Regions from separate parts of the Mus musculus genome. Here regions 2 and 3 are each linked to region 1. A link is a contact called in public Hi-C data. All regions are on one chromosome and are shown on one strand. The core of a region is the stretch at or near the end of the contact, and the rest is flanking DNA. Distances in the headings are between cores, read along the strand shown. Region 1 overlaps Gm46781 (a long non-coding RNA gene). Region 2 overlaps Gnas (GNAS (guanine nucleotide binding protein, alpha stimulating) complex locus). Region 3 overlaps Gnas (GNAS (guanine nucleotide binding protein, alpha stimulating) complex locus).

Evidence for each region. Hi-C and Micro-C count contacts between places; a contact is called where the count stands out from the background.
Region 2: a contact with region 1 is called in a Hi-C map of the HPC-7 cell line, with 2.0 times the contacts expected there. The contact joins two enhancer-like sites. A contact is called at or near these places in 1 of 15 datasets of contacts at CTCF or cohesin (pro-B cells), 23 of 484 Hi-C or Micro-C datasets (the C10 cell line, CD4 T cells, CD8 T cells and 17 more), 7 of 115 datasets of contacts at active chromatin or transcription factors (the 230-238 cell line, DN3 thymocytes, T-cell acute lymphoblastic leukemia and 4 more) and 2 of 9 other capture datasets (adipose tissue and liver).
Region 3: a Hi-C map of CD8 T cells shows a contact between it and region 1, with 4 times the contacts expected there. The contact joins two enhancer-like sites. A contact is called at or near these places in 5 of 39 promoter capture datasets (the C10 cell line, the HPC-7 cell line, cranial neural crest and 1 more), 27 of 484 Hi-C or Micro-C datasets (B cells, CD4 T cells, CD8 T cells and 19 more), 13 of 115 datasets of contacts at active chromatin or transcription factors (the 230-238 cell line, DN3 thymocytes, T-cell acute lymphoblastic leukemia and 10 more) and 3 of 9 other capture datasets (adipose tissue, liver and pancreatic islet).

What each region holds. Positions count from the first base shown.
Region 1 is chr2:174,601,116-174,603,878 of GRCm38.p6, forward strand. Gm46781 (a long non-coding RNA gene) reads right to left here. Exons shown (of 2, transcript XR_003953979.1): 2 at 1,697-2,158. It also overlaps a transcript of Zfp831 not described here. Among named protein-coding and RNA genes, the nearest start is that of Gm46781, 4.5 kb to the right of the region's middle. Within about 2 kb of position 1,361, at least 105 of the 459 cell types and tissues checked have an H3K27ac peak or open chromatin away from gene starts, as enhancers often do. A contact at or near this core is called in CD8 T cells, CD8 central memory T cells, the HPC-7 cell line and 2 more, where this site is marked.
Region 2 is chr2:174,310,078-174,312,840 of GRCm38.p6, forward strand. The region is part of intron 1 of Gnas (GNAS (guanine nucleotide binding protein, alpha stimulating) complex locus); the gene reads left to right. Among named protein-coding and RNA genes, the nearest start is that of Gnas, 14 kb to the left of the region's middle. Within about 2 kb of position 1,319, at least 37 of the 459 cell types and tissues checked have an H3K27ac peak or open chromatin away from gene starts, as enhancers often do. A contact at or near this core is called in the HPC-7 cell line, where this site is marked.
Region 3 is chr2:174,332,268-174,335,030 of GRCm38.p6, forward strand. It overlaps Gnas (GNAS (guanine nucleotide binding protein, alpha stimulating) complex locus), which reads left to right. Exons shown (of 12, transcript NM_010309.4): 2 at 1,945-2,017. Among named protein-coding and RNA genes, the nearest start is that of Gm30189, 6.3 kb to the left of the region's middle. Within about 2 kb of position 1,409, at least 45 of the 459 cell types and tissues checked have an H3K27ac peak or open chromatin away from gene starts, as enhancers often do. A contact at or near this core is called in CD8 T cells, CD8 central memory T cells, group 2 innate lymphoid cells and 1 more, where this site is marked.

The DNA of each region.
Region 1 (2,763 bases), core at 111-2,610:
TAGGCCTGAGTGTGTTTTAGCCCCTACACACCTCAAGTTCCCTGGCCACTTTCTTTCAGTCCTCCTCTGAAGCACCTTCGACCTAGGAGAAGGGGGCTAGATGGATGCTATAGGCGGGGCACACTGTTCATGAGGGACAGATGCGAAGGACAGGTCTCCATTAGTTATGAAATCCTCTGGTCCCTTCTAGGCTAGCCATACTTGAACCACAGGTACACAGTTACATCTTGGTGAAGCCAAGAGGAAAATGGTTTTTCGAGGTGCCTGGCCTCTGTTGGAGGTCTGACCATAGCATGCCATTAGCAACCTGTGAGAGCCCAAGGGGTTACTTCAGTGCCCCAGCTGCTGTGGATGCTTAGGGTTTAACCATTCACATGGAAGCAGACATGGTGGAAACATATGTTCCCAGAAGGAAGATCTGTCTCATGAAGGTGGTGGGGGCAGGGAAAAGTGATGCCTTGTGTTACGTCATCTTTGCAACTTGCCCGAAGGGTGGGGCCTGCCCAGTGCTACTTTATGGGAAGAATGTGGAGTCTTGTGTTTTAAGTTTTGGATTTTTATCTCTCAATACACTCCATGATCTATCCTCTGGTCTTACCGTACAATTCCTCTTCTTCACAAATCTCGAAGGAAACTGTCACTCTTGGGTGAGCCACATGTTTTCTAATAGTGTCCCTGTTCCCCAGGGTGAAAAGCTTGTCCTGGCAAAGCCCTTAGATGCAGAGCTCTCCCTAGTTACCACACATGGCTCATAGGCAAGCTTGACGGGCGTTCTCTAGTCTTTCCTGGTTCTCAGGTAGCCTAGGATGGTCCGGAACGTGCTACATAGTTGAGAATGACCTAGACAGTCTGATCTTCCTGCTGCCACCTTCTGATGGTGGGATGACAGGTGTGCTATGCACTCTGCAGATCACAAACCCAGGGCCTGATGCATGCTAGACAAGCGCTCTACCAACTGAGCCACACTTCCATCCCTGGCTCCTTCAGTCATGGCTCTGAGGAGCCAGTAGAACTGGGGCTTAACCTCAGATGCTGAGCTCTGCCCCATCCTGCATGGTGCCTAGCTTAGATAAAGACTTAAAGACTGTAATGGAGTAAGTCTAGCATCATACCGAATATGAATCAAGGAAAGCAGAATGCAGCCTGACGGAGAGCTCTCTGTAGATAACCATGGGGCTGGATTCCTGCTCCAGCCCCTGGACTGACACAGCCTGGCCCACATGCAGCCCCCTTCCACCACCAGCCCTCCCGCCCCAAGCTGTAGCCCCTGCCACAGCTTGCCTCTTCCTCTGTGACCTGCCACAGGCCTCACATCCTGTGAGGAGGCCCTAGAAACCAGTTCTGTTGATGAAAACACTCGCGCTCTTCACCACAGGAAGCATGGGCCTCACGTTCACAGTGATAACCGCCCAGTCTCTTCACAGAGAGTAGAGGGGAGCACAGACTAGCTTTGTACCTAGATTAGGAAGCATGTGTTCCCTCCCCTCCCCCTCAACAATTCTCAATTCACCTCACATGAAGCCTCCTGCCCCCCCTGCTTCCTATCCGAGAGTAGGAAGCAGGACATTTGGGAAACAGAGACCATGTCCCCCAGAGCTTTGTAAGAACAGTAAGAAAACAGGATATTAGTAATGACAGGAGCCCCCTGGCCTCGGCCCCAGGTAAGGCGTTTAGATAAAAATCTAGGACACCCGGCTAAATTTTAAATTTCAATTAAACAGTGACTATTGTCTTGATACAAGAAGGTCGTATAGAAGCAGTTCTTCCTAAAACACTACTCAACTGTTCCCAGGAAATATCAATTTAACTAAGAGTCCTGTAGTTTTGAGTTTGTGACAACTAGTCACTGAGGCCTAGGGAACCGACTTCTTCACCCAGAGGCCGTTCTGAGCCCTGTGCTGCAAATCAAGAGCTCCCTCCATGCAAGCAATACTTCACTCTGGACATTTTACATCGGGAGTTTTTGTACAGAGCTGTCTTGGTATGCATTGTCCAGAGGAGAAACTGAGGCTGTGAGGCTGTGCGAGTTGCTGAAGTGATCTGATCTGATCTGCCAGCTCCTAGACCGTCTCCATGCGTAGTACTCACTGGCAGTGGGTGGGCGAGCGGCGGCGCCAACTTCAGAGAGGCAGTAATAACAGGTTAGCTTGGGAAAGCTCTGTGCAGAGATGGGAAGGGTTGTGTCAACACATGCAAATTATATGCAAATACACTTGGCCCTCCTGGCAGGCTCACCTAGGTGGGAGATCCATGAGCAGTCCCCCATTGCCCATGGGCTTCTAACAGGGGCAAGGGTAACAGGTTGATAGCCCCTTGTGTTCCCAGCGCACGTGGGCTGGGGTGAGTGCACACCCGAGTTCTCGTGTTCTCTCTTCTCGGATGTGGATGTGAGGGGGCTGGTGTGGAGGTGGATACATGAGGCTATGGGGCGTGGTGATGTGTGCGTGACCTGCCACCTTGATCTGTGTATTCCCAGCAAGCCACAGGGCTCCTGTCTCCTCAGATAACCTCCTCCAAAGCTTTGGTGTTGCTCTATGGAGAGAAGGAAGCATCCCCTTGGGACTGTGTCTACTGAGATGCCCTAGGACCAGAGAGAGTCCTTGGAGGATAATCCTTTTCTCAACAATACTACAATTAGCATTGATGCTATACCTGGCCCTGCGGCTAATGCTGTGTACTTAATTATCCAGGCCTGGGGTTTGTGTTGCCCTGAGGAAATTCAGTGGGTAGGTAGAGTCACTTGACCACACTTAATGGCAAAGT
Region 2 (2,763 bases), core at 69-2,568, 290 kb before region 1:
TCTTTCATTTTTGCTCTTAGGAGGAGAGCACAGAAGGTCATTTTGTTTTGCCAAGCAGATATGCAAGTGAGGATTTAAGATGTACACTTAGGAGGGAATCCCACTTTCTAGTGGGAGTATTTGGAAATGTTCCATGTTATCACTTTCCTATGTTGTCTCAATGGGGAAGAAAGTCCAATAGTTGGGGGAGTGGTGTACAGAGAATCTCCAGTGTTTGCAGAGGGTCCTAGGATGATGGAGAGAGCACTGGTTTAAGCTCAGGGGTTTTGCTGGGACCTTGGTTGATTCTAACACTTGAGTTTAGAGTTCCATGTGCTTGCTTGCCAAGTGATGTCCAGGAAAGACTGATGATACATCTTGAAGTATTCAAGCTTACCTGAGGTTCTGCCATGGCCAAAGAGGTACCAAATTTCATGAGTTCCTTTAAGAGGAAGCCAGAAACTTCCCATGTCTCCCAGGTCTATGTGTATGAAGTACTCACAAGGGGTTTTAGGCCAGGAACATCTGGAGAAAGTGGGGCACAGAGTAGAAACTCAATTTATTTGGCAGACAAATCTAAAACCAATGTAGCGAAAGCTCACCCCCAGACTCAAGGTGCCCAGAAGTAAAACACTTTCACCCGGGGGAGTCCTTGAGGTAGCTCCCAGCGGGAGGAAGGAAGGAAGAGCCTGATTGCCTTAAGTAGAAAAGGGAGCCCATCTCATTTGCACCCCAAGTTCACAGCAGGAGGGAGGAAACAAAAGGTCCTGGGGCATTTTACCTGTTTGTTCTTTTCCTGTTCTCTCTCTCTTCTTGTTTTATTTTTCTTTTCATTTTCAGATTTTTTTCTTTTAAAGTAGGATCTTTTTCTAGGGAGAACCTTTCTGAGCCAGAATTTATAAAATACATATATACTTTAAAGGAAAGAAGGGAGCCCACTGTTTAGGGCTGGGAAGTAGGAAAATCGAAACAAAGGAGGGCTGTTCAGAACTGGCTGGCAGATGGCGCTCCGAGTTTACAATTGAGAGCCTGGTGTTAGAAAATTCAAGCCTGCGCCTGCTTCAGGCAGCCCCCTCCCTTTATCTTCCTTCCCAGGGACGTAGCTCCGCCCCAGGCCTAAGAATGTGTTGTTTTGGGTTTTTTTTGTTGTTGTTGTTGCTTTTTGTTTAAGGTTTCAGGACAGCAATTGATATCTGGTGACAAGTATCCCCACTTTGTAGACCTTAGGAGGTCAGAAAGATAAAATACAGTGGGGTGCAAACCTGGAAGCCCCTTCTCTCCCCCCCGCTTTGGCTTTCTGTGTAACAGTGCTAAGCTCTCCTTCTGCCAGGAACAGTTCTGAGACCCTAAACATCCTTCTGTCTTTTGGGGAAAAGGTTGGGGGTGGGGTTCTTTCCCAGTTTAGAATCTTTTAATTCTGTTAGGAGAACTTTTAAATAGAAGGTGTTGGTTAGCATCTCTGCTCCCCCCAGGTATAACACACACACACACACACACACTCTCTCTCTCTCTCTCTCTCTCTCTCTCTCTCTCTCACACACACACACACACACACCTTTGTCCTTACCAAAATGGCAGGTGGTGTAGGAAAAACATCTTAGGCCATCTTTTGTCCTTTAACAAATGACTATTTCTGGGTCCCCTGCCTGGAGCTATCTTGTGTAGCAGCAGAGGTCACAAAGTTCATCCCTTTTCACCCAGCCAAGGGCTGGAAAAGAAATGCATACATAAGGACTAGGTCCCAAAGACAGTGCTTTGTACTTGCCCTGATCCCACTGCCCTGCCTCCTCCACAGCTACTGAGGAAGGTACATGGGCCTTCCTAGAAGGGGCTGCAGACTCTGCTGGGAACTTACCCTCGGCCACTAAGGCCAGCCTTAGTACTTCATTCTCCATAGCTTCTTCTATTTCTCTTCTAAAATGTAACAATCAGAGAAATAAGATACAAAATATTAGTTCAGGCTAACATTTCTGTACTCTGCTAGTCAATTCTTTTCAAACTTTGTTACAACTTTCCTTCTCTCTTGCCCGCTTTTGTTTATCTTTTGTTTTCTTTTCCTGAAGGTTTAAAAGGGTGTTTTTTTCCATTTCTTTTCTTTCTTTCCTTCTTTCTTTTCTTTTTCTTTTTCTTTCTTTCTTTTTTGATTCTTTACCCCCACTTTCAGGGCTTCTGATATGTGAACTTCAAGGCTGTCCCCAGGTGTTAGTGATATGGGTATAGGTAAGCAGCCTGTTCTAGTACCGATGGGCCTACCCACCAGAGGTCAGCAAAGAGCTCAGAATAGCTGGGTCTGCTTGCAAATGTGGGAACTGGTAGAATTCTCTAGATCAAATGTAGACAACCTAAACAGAAAACCGCCCCATATTTCAAAGGTGGGGGTGGGTGGGGAGGAGGGATCATCCTGTCTTGGGTCCCTGGGCACTTAGTTTGAACACACTGGAGGGGATGAAGTTTTGATCTGCTGTGATTTGATGGCGTTCTTTCTCAGACCAACTCCAAGCACACAAATCCTTGCCTTAACAGGTACCTCACCCTCCTAGAGCCCCTAATCCCGTCTGGGGACACAATGCCCACTTTCACTTCCCACAGGACTGAAAACTTTCCCATGCCTCAGAGTTGGCCTGGCCCTTTTTCTTTTAGGAGTAATGTTATTGTTAAAATGAAGTCATAAGATTATAACCCCGCCCCTAGCCCTGACCCCCAGCCCCAAACCTCACTCCAGCCCCTGCCCTGTTGTGAGTGTCCTTATCTCTGGCTCCTCACCCAGATGTGTAGCTAAGAAGT
Region 3 (2,763 bases), core at 159-2,658, 270 kb before region 1:
TGCTCATATGAGTGCTTATTTAAGTTCACTATGATGTTAATGATACATCAAATTCCTAACATCTTTTTTTGTGTGTGTTTACAGTGATTTCAAATGTCCCCACTTATTTGAGACTGCAGTTCTGAGCCCACCTTGCCTCCTTTCAAGTCTCTGGTCTACATGGCTGCATTGTGCCACAATTAATTGATGACCTTTGGCACAGAAATCTGTTGCCCTGGCTATTGGCGACATTTTACATTTCTTAAAAATGAAATAATTACCCACAAAGGAAACTTAATACCCCCAACTTCCTTTTCTTTAACCCATTTTAACTTCTATCAGGTAAATTAAGTAAATTTGCAGAACCACAAAACAAACAAAAGCCTGGCAGTTATTTTTCAGCCCAGTTTTCTATTCTTACAAAAGTGGAAACTGAGGCACGGATCTAGTTCTGTCTCTGAAAAAAACCTGGTGTCACAAATGTTCCCATTTCTGAGGGTGGAGTGCTGAGGGACCTGATGAGTCCTCTGTTTCCTTCATGGAAGCCTCCCAATATTGCCTTTTATATTTAATTTATGAGAATTTTGCTCATTAGGATGGTGTTTGCTTTGAAATCAATGCTGCTGTGGAAACCAATTTTAACTTTTACAAATCTTGCTTATGGACTTGTGGAGGGGTGGAAAAGAGGAGGGGTGAAGAAATGGAGGGGTGGAGAATTTCGGGGAGGGGGAGTGTTGAACTGAATAGGGTGGGGGAGTGAATGCCTTTCTATCTGGGCACCAAAACAGAAACAATATGGAGAAAAAGAACAAGATTTTTTTAAAAATTAGATTGTTGTGGGAGGAGGGGAAAAACCATTCCCACAGGGAATACGGGCTGAAGAGTACATTTGCAGAAACTTGGTGGAAATGGGGTGGGGCTGGAGGGTCCTCCAAATACTACCTATGAAAGAAAGAAAGAAAGAAAGAAAGAAAGAAAGAAAGAAAGAAAGAAAGGTGATTTAAAATGGAGGCCTGTGTTCCTATTTACTTCCTTAGTTGGGGAAAGCCTAGAATCTTCTTATTCAGGACCTTCCAGGAATATTTGTGCATATAATTAAAGTCTTATCCTTTTTTTTTTTTAAACTCTTGGTACTGTTGAAGTTGCATGTTGCCTGATGCTCATGAGGTCTCAAGTGCCATGTTTGATAACGAAATGTGTTTATTTTTTGTTTTTTGCTTTTTTTTTTTTTGCTCCCCCGCCCCCCGCTCCCGCCCCTCTGCTGCTGACAGATAATTGATGGTCTACCATTTCCCTCTGCAACATGGTGGTTGTATCCAGAGAAAAATGTATCTTTAGAAAGATTCCTTTTGCAGGGGAAGGGAGTGGATACAGTGGATACAGTGTAGCCCTGTGGTTTTAGGGTGGACCTGAAGCATGCTTGAGAGCAGCTGCATTGTGGCGTTGGGAGGGAGGTGCTGCAGCGGGGCGTGATAGTGGGAGACTGCAGTGTCTAGGCATTGTCTGCCATTCCTAAGTATTTTAACCATAAAATGACTAACAAACAGGAAATTAGGTGGCTGCTGCATAGAGTACCTTTGACCACATTTCAATACTAAATTCACAGTTTTGACTTAAAATTTTCACCCTTCCAGTGACAATTACGTCATTCCTTCATCGCCTCATGAGTTTAAAAAACCCAAAGAGAAAACAAAACAACAACAACAAAACTCAAAAGGGAAAAAAAAAGCTATTTAAAAACAGCAGAGCCCTTAATTCTTGCTTGTTACTCTATGGTGAGATACTTCAGGTAGATGCTATGTTGGATGTGTCTGTTGTTTTTCACTGCGTCGTCATGTGAAGGAGGTTTGCAGTTGTGTCATTGTGTGTCTGTTGTGTGCTGCTTCTGCTGCTTTCCAAGGCCATCATCCAGGTGAAGTGTGACAAGCCTGTTTCTTAACCCACGCCCTCACTTTCCTTTCTCAGGTGCTGGAGAGTCTGGCAAAAGCACCATTGTGAAGCAGATGAGGATCCTGCATGTTAATGGGTTTAACGGAGAGTAAGTGTCAAATCTGAGCAGGGCACTGAGCAGGACAGGTGGTATGGACCTGGCCTGCAGGAGACAGGACGTTTGAAGGAGTGTATACTAACCTCTAGAAAGCACAGCTGCTAATTGCCACTAATCATTTTTTTCTAATTTGCATATTAGACAGCCCAAGAAAGAGCTGATGGGTGCACCCCCACACCCTTCTCAACCTTTGGGGCAACAAATAGGAATAAGAGTAGAAGCACCGGTGTCCACCCAAAGCAGCCCCTCGCGCTGGAACATGGTGCCTGGTTGCAGAGGACAGTGAACAGCACTTGGCCGGGTGACAGCGTCTCTGAGGCCAGGTCCTCTGCGGCCGCAGCCTCGCCTGCTGCAGTGCAGCTCCAACATGGCCGACGGGCCTTGGCCACCCCTTGGCCAGCCAGAGCTGGCCAGCACAGGAGGTTCCCACCCACCACCCTGCAGGTTTCACTGGAGTCAACTGGTGTAGGGTTTTGTACTCTCAGGAAAACATCTTTTCAGTTACATCTTCACTTAAAAATTGGAATCCACAACCCTTGCCGACAGGCTCTAAGCTTCCGAGTCCCTCCCTGCTTCAGAATTGGTGGGATAGGCAGAGACTTATTTCTCTAATTAAAAAAAAAAATCAATACTTCTACCTGAACAACTGAAAAGGAGGTATGAAAATGGCGCAGAGACAGGGAGTTAGCTACTTCTGCCCAATCCAGGAGCTGTTTTGCCTTTGAAATGACCTTCCT